Regions from separate parts of the Sus scrofa genome. Here all the other regions are linked to region 2. Evidence: chromatin contacts called from public Hi-C and HiChIP or PLAC-seq data. All regions are on one chromosome and are shown on one strand. Each heading gives the region's core, a stretch centred on a gene start, on an enhancer-like site or on the middle of the called end of the contact. The rest is flanking DNA. Distances are from core to core; before and after follow the strand shown.

What was found. A called contact is a pair of places that touch in the nucleus more often than the background predicts. HiChIP or PLAC-seq counts read pairs in DNA pulled down with a chosen protein or histone mark.
Region 1: a Hi-C map of embryonic fibroblasts shows a contact between it and region 2, with 4 times the contacts expected there. The contact joins the promoter of IMPDH2 here to the promoter of CELSR3 in region 2. A contact is called at or near these places in 1 of 47 Hi-C or Micro-C datasets (embryonic fibroblasts) and 1 of 2 datasets of contacts at active chromatin or transcription factors (alveolar macrophages).
Region 3: a contact with region 2 is called in an H3K27ac HiChIP or PLAC-seq map of alveolar macrophages. The contact joins the promoter of NME6 here to the promoter of CELSR3 in region 2. A contact is called at or near these places in 2 of 5 promoter capture datasets (fetal liver and fetal skeletal muscle) and 1 of 2 datasets of contacts at active chromatin or transcription factors (alveolar macrophages).

What each region holds. Positions count from the first base shown.
Region 1 is chr13:31,662,298-31,664,997 of Sscrofa11.1, reverse strand. It overlaps IMPDH2 (inosine-5'-monophosphate dehydrogenase 2), which reads left to right and starts at 1,338. Exons shown (of 15, transcript XM_005669533.3): 1 at 1,338-1,624; 2 at 2,054-2,102; 3 at 2,322-2,423; 4 at 2,540-2,614. The coding sequence starts at 1,527. QRICH1 (glutamine-rich protein 1) reads left to right here. Exons shown (of 10, transcript XR_002337951.1): 10 at 225-1,186.
Region 2 is chr13:31,355,947-31,358,691 of Sscrofa11.1, reverse strand. It overlaps CELSR3 (cadherin EGF LAG seven-pass G-type receptor 3), which reads left to right and starts at 1,318. Exons shown (of 36, transcript XM_021070639.1): 1 at 1,318-2,745. The coding sequence starts at 1,422.
Region 3 is chr13:31,051,909-31,054,723 of Sscrofa11.1, reverse strand. It overlaps NME6 (nucleoside diphosphate kinase 6), which reads left to right and starts at 1,439. Exons shown (of 6, transcript XM_003132178.4): 1 at 1,439-1,580; 2 at 2,422-2,518. The coding sequence starts at 2,429. LOC102162605 (a long non-coding RNA gene) reads right to left here and starts at 1,299. Exons shown (of 4, transcript XR_002337946.1): 1 at 743-1,299.

The DNA.
Region 1 (2,700 bases), core at 89-2,588, 310 kb before region 2:
AGCATGTGAGGGAGGAGCAGAAGGTAGGCACCCTGTCAGTGGCATTTGCAGTAACTCCAAAGGGATGTCCTAGAGGTAGTGTGTGTTGGCTGCATGGAATTGAGGAACTGTGTGACTACCTTCCAGAACTTCCTATCTTTTGGAGAGCATTTGTCTAGGAGGTTCAAGGTGGGAGGGTTGAGATTATGGTGGTTTCACCCAGCTTTCACCCATATATCCTTCAGCCCTCAGAGTGTGAAAGGCCGGAATGACACCTTTTACCTGACGCCAGAGCCGGTGGTGGCTCCCAACAGCCCAATCTGGTACTCGGTCCAGCCTATCAGCAGAGAGCAGATGGGACAGATGCTGACTCGAATCCTGGTGATACGAGAAATTCAGGAGGCCATAGCAGTGGCTAATGCAAGCACCATGCACTGAGATCCCTCAGCCGTGGTTCAAGGGAGACGATCCAGGAAAAAACGGACAGACTTTCACACTAAAGAAGAGGCCTCCATTTTTTTCTTTTCTTTTTTATTGGTGTAGTTATGAAGCCTTTCAGACTGCTTCTGTTTAAAATGTAAAAGGAAACTTTGCCCCCGTGCATCTTCATAAACCTGCTGTGGCAGACTCCTCAGCCCATGGGGGCTCTGGGTTTCCTGAGAGCCAGATGTTCTAGAAAGTTGCTGGCTGACTTTTTTTGTTTGGGGCCTGAGGAAAGGGCTTGGACTGTTAAGAGAAATGTGGCCCCTTATCCTTCCTCCAGAAAGATGGAATTAATGATGGATGGACCCTACAGAGAGATCTCTCCAGCTGGCTTCCATTATGACTGGCAGACATTGCTGACCACAGGGGAGCGAGCCATGGCCTTTTCTTTCTTCATGCTCAGACATAAACCTAGCATCTTAATGGAAGGAAAATGAGGGGAACTTCAATTATGATTTATTAAAGACAATTTCTATTACACCCTTCTTTATGACAAATGACATTTTAGATGTTAAAGTAAAAACTTTACCTTTTTTTTTTTTTTGGTTTTTTTTTTTTGGTTTTTTTTTTTTGGCCTAACATTGAGGCCTTAAACCTGAGGCTCCTGTGCCTGATGGAATTCTTGTAACATACACTTGTGTATCATATAAAGATACCACTCTGTTTCTCTTATGTATTCTTAATCTAGTTGTTTATTAAGAATGACAAGCACGTCTTTTCAACATGCTAGTGAACAACGTCTCTTTATTTGGGAGGAAGCTGGGGGGACAGTGGCAGCAAAGCCTTGCTTGTTAATTTAAAGGGGCAAGGTCTTGCGGGAGCGGGTAGCGATAGGGGAACAGCTCTACCAGGCGACGCAGCTAGAGCATGCTCTGCGCTTGCGTTTCCTCCCGCCAGCTCCGCCCTAAAGGCGTGTGGGCTCCGCCTGTGCGTGCTGCGTCCTGACGTCAGCGGCGCGCAGGGCGCAGTGACGATTTCGGCTGGTTTATATTGGCGCGGCCCAGAAGGCAGAGGCCTCTGCGGCGCGGTCCTCGGAGACACGCGGCTTAGCCCCCGCGTTAACCATGGCCGATTACCTGATTAGTGGGGGCACGTCCTACGTACCGGACGACGGGCTCACGGCTCAGCAGCTGTTCAACTGCGGGGACGGCCTCACGTACAAGTGCGGGCTTAGCGGCCTCACCTGGGCGAGGAGAGGGGCGGCGCGCTGGGTTGGGAGGCCGGGTGGGGCTTCCTTTGAGCCTACTTGGACTCAGGCGTGGGAGACAGGTTCAGGAAATTACCACACATCTCTGAGGTTCCGTTTGAAGCGGGCGGGATGGAGGAGGCATCTTGGTAGTGCTTGGCATTTCAGGCTAGAAATTCCAATCTCCGGGCACATGGAGTTGTCAGGGTTCCAGGGGCGCCGATGACAGCTAGGTGGCAGAAAAGGTCCCTTGTCTCCATCTCTACCTTCTTTTCTGCCTTGCCTGTGATACTCGGTCTAGTTCATTGTCCTCTCTGCTCAAATGCCTTAAGAGATGATCTATTGGGGATGGTGTTTCAGGCTGCTGTAATCCTGACCCTTACTCCCATTTCCCCTCCCCTTTAGTGACTTTCTCATTCTCCCTGGGTATATCGACTTCACAGCAGACCAAGTGGTGAGTATGGACAGGAGTTGGATGGGTGTAAAGTTTAGGTAAGATGCTGCTGCTGTCCCCTTTGGCTACCTCACCAGTTTGGGTTTGGGGGTGGATTCTATGGAAGGGAAGAGTCTTACTGGCATGCAGGTCATAAAGGGCACTTGTTTTGTGGGGAACGTGGCACTGACCTGAAGTATATGAGGTGCTTTTGCATATTAGTTGGCCTTATTTCTTTAGGACCTCACCTCTGCTCTGACTAAAAAGATCACTCTGAAGACCCCACTGGTTTCCTCACCCATGGACACAGTCACAGAGGCTGGGATGGCCATAGCAATGGCGGTGAGCATTGTCACATATGAGGGCAGAAGCAGGGGTCCCATCTCTTGTCAAAGGCATACAGTGATGCCACTCTTCTTTGTCCCTGTTTCCCTATTTTCTTTTGGCATCTGCTACAGCTTACAGGTGGTATTGGCTTCATTCACCACAACTGTACACCAGAATTTCAGGCCAATGAAGTGCGAAAAGTGAAGGTCAGAAGGGCAAGGATCGTGGTCAAGAGCTCCTGGGAATTGCACTGAGGTGGAGTGGGGTGGGAGTGGGGGACTTATTCTTTTAA
Region 2 (2,745 bases), core at 69-2,568:
TCCAAGCAGGAGCCGCGCCCCTTGGTGCCTTCTGGGCTCCAGCCCTAAAGCCCTCCCCCGTCCAGGCACGCCCGCTCTCTCCGCCCGTGTCGCCGCGACCCATGGTCGCTGCTGCCTTTTCAGGCTGGTCGGTATAAACCTCCTGGATTATCTCTGGGCTATTCTGGAACCCGGGGAGTCTCTTCCCGCCCAGACAATGAGTTCGCCATGGGGGCGGAGCCACCCATTGTGCCAATAGAAACAGTGGCTTTCTGATTGGAACGCTCTGCGTTCACCCCCTCCTTCTGCAGCCGTTCGCCTTCTGTGACGTACATTGCACCGCGTCTGTCCATTGGCTAGCCTGGCCCGACCTGCGCCCAGACTTGCACAGCGCGGGCAGAATTTAGCTCGCTTTCGTCTCTTCAAGGGGTTAAGGGACACAGTCATAGAGGGCGAGGGGCGGGGACCCGAGGAAGCCAGGTTAGCAGCCATAAAGCAATGCTGTGTTCCACGTGGCATTTCAGAGCGCTCCAGACTAGGGACCTGGAGAGGCAGGTGTAGCTTCCAAGAGCCTACAGCCCGGAAAACTGCTGCGGGCCAGCAAGGCAGGAAAGTTTGGCCTCTGCTCCTACTTTGCTCCTTTGTGGTGCTGCAAACAAGCAGATGGTGCCAGTATGTTTCATGAGTTAAAACTTGCTGATCGAACAGCTAAGGCTATTGTTCGGACTGCTGGCACCCTAGGCCCAGTCCAACTATCGTCCCCCTCACACTCCCCCCAACTGCAGGATTCCACGTGGTATCATCCCCGCCCCAGAGTCCTGAGAACGCTCTCTCTCTGCACGTCCTGGGCACCAAATTTTCATACCAAAATCCGGGACAGAGTTCAGAACTAGTGCTCCTGAATGGGGGACAAGAAATCCGCAAGCAGAAGCTAGAAGACGGAGCTTGGACAGCACCTTGGAGGGAGGGAGACGGGTGTGGGCGGTGTCTACAAGGAAGAGAGTAGAACGAGGGGCTGTGCATCTCTGCGTGCGGTTCAGCACCGTGGGCAGCACTCAGACTCCGCCCTCAATAAAGATGGCGGCAACAACTTCGTTATCCAGAGCTGCCATGCGCGACGGCCTGTACCACCGGATTTGGGGCTTCGGGGCGGAGGTGGAACGAACCATCGAAGGGGCCGGGAGCCATGTTGGAGCGGCGGGAGGCGGCAGCAGCGTCGGGGATGCTGTGGTGGGGGCGGCAAAAGCCGGCGCCGCAAGCCAAAGAGGCTCTGGCCGCGGAGTAGATGGTGCCCAGAGGGTGGCGGTGGCGCGGAACGACAAGCCGAGAGGCGGGAGACCAGGGCGGCGGCAGGGGCCCGGGTAGGGGCCAGAGCAGTGAGGCGGGCCCAAGGCCTGGACCCGGGCGGGAGACGGCGGAGGCCTTGTTGGGAAGCGGGGGTGATGGCGAGGCGGCAGCCGTGGTGGGGTCTCTGGGGGCCGATGACCCCGCTACTTCTGTTCCTTCTCCTCCTCTCTTTGTTCCCTCTTAGCCGGGAGGAGCTGGGGGGCGACGGGGGCCAAGACTGGGGCCCTGGGGTAGCTGCCGCTACGGGGCCAGGGGCGCGGATCGGTGGCGGAGCCTTAGCTCTTTGTCCCGAGCCTCCCGGGGTCCGAGAGGATGGAAAGCCTGGCCTAGGAGTCAAGGAACCTGTCTTCGTGGGGCTCCAAGGGGGAAGGCAAAGCACCCAAAACGGTCGAGGGCCCCCTGAGGAGCCGAGGCTGGTAGCAGAATTCGGGGTCCAGGCAGTTGGCAGCCGCGGGCGGGAGACTGGACAAGGACCAGGGTCCCTGTTATGCTGGCGCCCAGAGGTCTCCTCTTGCAGGCGGACAGGGCCCTTGCAAAGAGATAGCCTGTCGCCAGAAGCTCTGTCCCCAGGGGTCCCGGGCCCGGAAAACAGCTCTCCTTTCCCTTCGGACTTTCTGGTTCGGACCCGTGGTTCCCAGCCGGTATTCTCCCAGAGGAATACTGGGAGAGGCGCCCTCAAAAAAGTGGGAACCACGCGCTGCTGTGGGGAATTGTGGGCGCCGGGACGCAGAGGTCAGAGCGAGAGAACCGCGACATCCCGACCGGACCGCCCTCCTGGGGCTGTGGGATCTAGTCCCGTGCTGGATTCAGCACCTCGCACGGGGAGGACAGCTCTCGCGTCCGGTTCAGCACCGCGCGTGTCCCGGACAGCTCCCGAGCCAATGCCAGAGCGCATGCGCTCCCGAGGTCTCTTCCGCCGCCGCTTCCTCCCGCAGCGCCCCGGGCCGCGCCCCCCTGGGGTCCCGGCAGGGCCTGGAGCGTGGAGAATACCCTCAGCTGGCAGAGTCCGCCCCCGTCGCGCCGCGAACCACCACCCGCAGTTTCCGCAGTACAACTACCAGGCGCTAGTGCCCGAGAATGAGGCAGCAGGTACAGCGGTTCTACGCGTTGTGGCGCAGGACCCGGACGCAGGCGAGGCCGGGCGCCTGGTCTACTCGCTGGCTGCGCTCATGAACAGCCGCTCTCTGGAGCTGTTCAGCATCGACCCGCAGAGCGGCCTCATCCGCACAGAGGCCGCTCTGGATCGCGAAAGTATGGATCGACACTACCTGCGCGTGACAGCCCAGGATCACGGTTCGCCCCGCCTCTCGGCCACCACCATGGTGGCCGTTACAGTGACCGACCGCAACGACCACGCGCCGGTATTTGAGCAGGCGCAATACCGGGAGACGCTTCGTGAGAATGTGGAGGAGGGCTACC
Region 3 (2,815 bases), core at 190-2,689, 300 kb after region 2:
TCAATGTGGGGCAATGCTGTGATAATTTATATGTCCTGCCAACTATATGGATTCTTTTTGTTCTTTCTATTGTTTTAAGAGAGGCTTATAAGAGACTAGGTATTGGTCTTGGATAGTGCAGAGTTAGAAGGCAGATGCATTAAGTGACATTCTCCAACAGCTCCATCAGTATTAATTAAGCTGATGTTTGGTCTCCACCTACCCACCATTCCTCTATTTCTGTTCTGAGCCCAAGTTTAGGGGGAAAAAAAAAAAGGTGTTTTTTATTGAGTCTTCCCCTAAAATCACATCTGCTATTACTTTCATTATACAGGCTTATTTTTGAGGATAGTCAAAGCCACTATAAAATATGGAGATAAAGCCTTCTACAATGTTTGTAAGAGAGACACACAGAAAAGGTGAAATAATAACCACAGCCTAAAAATTGGCAAAATCCCTATATCCCAAAGGTATGTTAATGAAAATAAAAGTAGGAAACAAAGTTGGACCTTATGTATCTGAGAAAAAAGCTAAAACCAGCGGTCTGGTCAATGGGACACGGTAAGTTTACTCTCATCCCCTGAGGGCAGAAATGGACACGTGCCTTCTTCGCTAGCCAGAGGGTAAGACATGGACTTTTCTAAAGACACCCGTGGAAAGAAGCTGCAGAACTACAGAACGTCCTTCCAACATTCCAACAGTGCAACACCTGTACATGCAGGCACAAAGTCGGCTTAAACATTTTTTAATTGATAATACTTACCGCTTATTTTCACTCTTCTCAAATTTAGTGCTTCTCTCCAAGAAACAAAATTTACTACCGTTATTCAATCTGCCACTGTTCCCTTTCCATACATTAGACGATACACCATGAACACCTCTATTTCTCACCTCCTCGCCCTGGACTGCTTCAGCAAACACCAGGGTAACCCCACTCCAATCCTATCTCAAATTCCTTAGCGACATGTTCAAAGGCCTTAACGACTAGTTTCCCTCAAGACCTGCGAACATCCTTTCAGTCAAGAATCCTCCCTCACCAACCCCATATTGGGATTCTATGGCCCTTCCCGTCCACGTATCTCTCTGTGCTCAAGACTTCCAATGGCTGCAGTTTGCCCTCGAGATCCGGCGACCAAGTTCTTTGCCACCCATGTTTTTCCGACAAATACTGGGCACCAACCATGCGCCAGGCACTACCTTACACTAAAAATAAAACAGAGAGCGAGTTGGGCAACGCCACTCTGGAACGCCCATCCTGTCCTCCCCGTGCCACCTCCCCGCTCAGGGCTGCGGCCCTGGCCCTTCCTCCCGCTGGAGGGCGCCCGAGACAGCTAGGAAGAGCAGCTTCCGCCCGAGACGACTTCATTGCCTCATCCGGTACGGGGCAAGTGCAGTAGAGACACTTGGGCCACCTGGGGGCGGTCCTTGCCGCAGCAGGGCCTTCCAGACTGGCTGGCACATCGCCATACCTCACTCCAAGGGCGCTCGCGTCCTCACGGCAAGGACCCCACGGAGGGCTGCCCGGCCGAACGCCTGAAGGACCCCGCTTAGTCGGCAAGGCCAGCTATCGCAGTGCCTGGTGGCCGCGCGGGGAGGTCCAGGTGACTCGGACCCGAACTCCAGCTGGACTGGAACTCTGAATAGACCAGAATCTGGGGTGGCTTAGGCCTCGGCCGGTTCGCGTGGCTGCAGGCCTAGAGAAACGGAGGAGCAGAGAGGGAAGGAGGCGCTGCCAAAAGCTGAGGCTGGGAGCCTGCGGTATTGGAAGGCGGAGCCTCGGGTGTCGGTGGGAGGAGAAGGGCTGCAGGTTCCGGAGGCACTTGGGAGGACAAGGGGCGTGGCTGGCGCCCTCCGGGAAGCAGAGACCTAGGCACCCTTGTGGGGGCAAACGCCCAGGCAGCTTCTAAAATTTGTAATTGTCTAATGGCGCGAGTTTAAGTTGAGCGAGTTTCTCGACCTTTCAGCATTTGCTGTAAACCAAGAGCCAGGACAGGCATAATTTAGCTGGCCTTAGGACTGCCTCCCCAGAATAGCTCCCAGCACCCTGGCTTTGGAATAGGTGGATCAGATTCATTAATTAACAAATACTGTGGGAACAGTTTTTGTACCCTTGTAGCAAGGCTGTTTGGGAATGTAAATTATAAATTCTCTGATGGGAGTACTGGCAGAGACAGGTAGTGTTTAAATTTGAACTTCTGAATGGGTAACTCCTTCCTAGGTTTACAGTTGCACAAGCCAGATTATGAATTGCACAACTTGAATGGTCCCCCTACCACTCCCTTCTCTCCATCTCATGAGCCCAAATGAGCAATTAAATACTAAGTAACTGTCATCTGCTTTATGAGTTAGGAGTGAGAGCCCTGGTTGACTTAAAGGCTCCAGAGTGGGAAAGGTGGGGAATGCAGCACTGATGGGTCTCCAATCTGGCTCTCTTCATGGCAGGAGGGAGATGACTTCGATCTTGCGGAGCCCTCAGGCACTCCAGCTCACTCTGGCACTGATAAAGCCTGATGCAGTTGCTCACCCACTGATTCTAGAGGTAAGAACAAGTCCTAAGCCTCTACTCTGTGCCCTGGGCACTGCTTCTGTTTCAGGTGCTGGAGCGCCACTTGTGAAGACTGACAACACAGTTCTGTGCTAGATGGTGTGGAGGCAAAGCTAGATGCCATGGCCTCTTACACTACAGAGACTAAAAATCTGTTGGAGAATTGTGGCAGATATAAAATATAAGAGAGGATGCAATACAATAAGAACCAAACCTGAAGACAGTGTGTGTATATTAGTTCTCTACTGCTGCATAACAGATTACTTAGTAGCTTAAAATAACACTCATTAT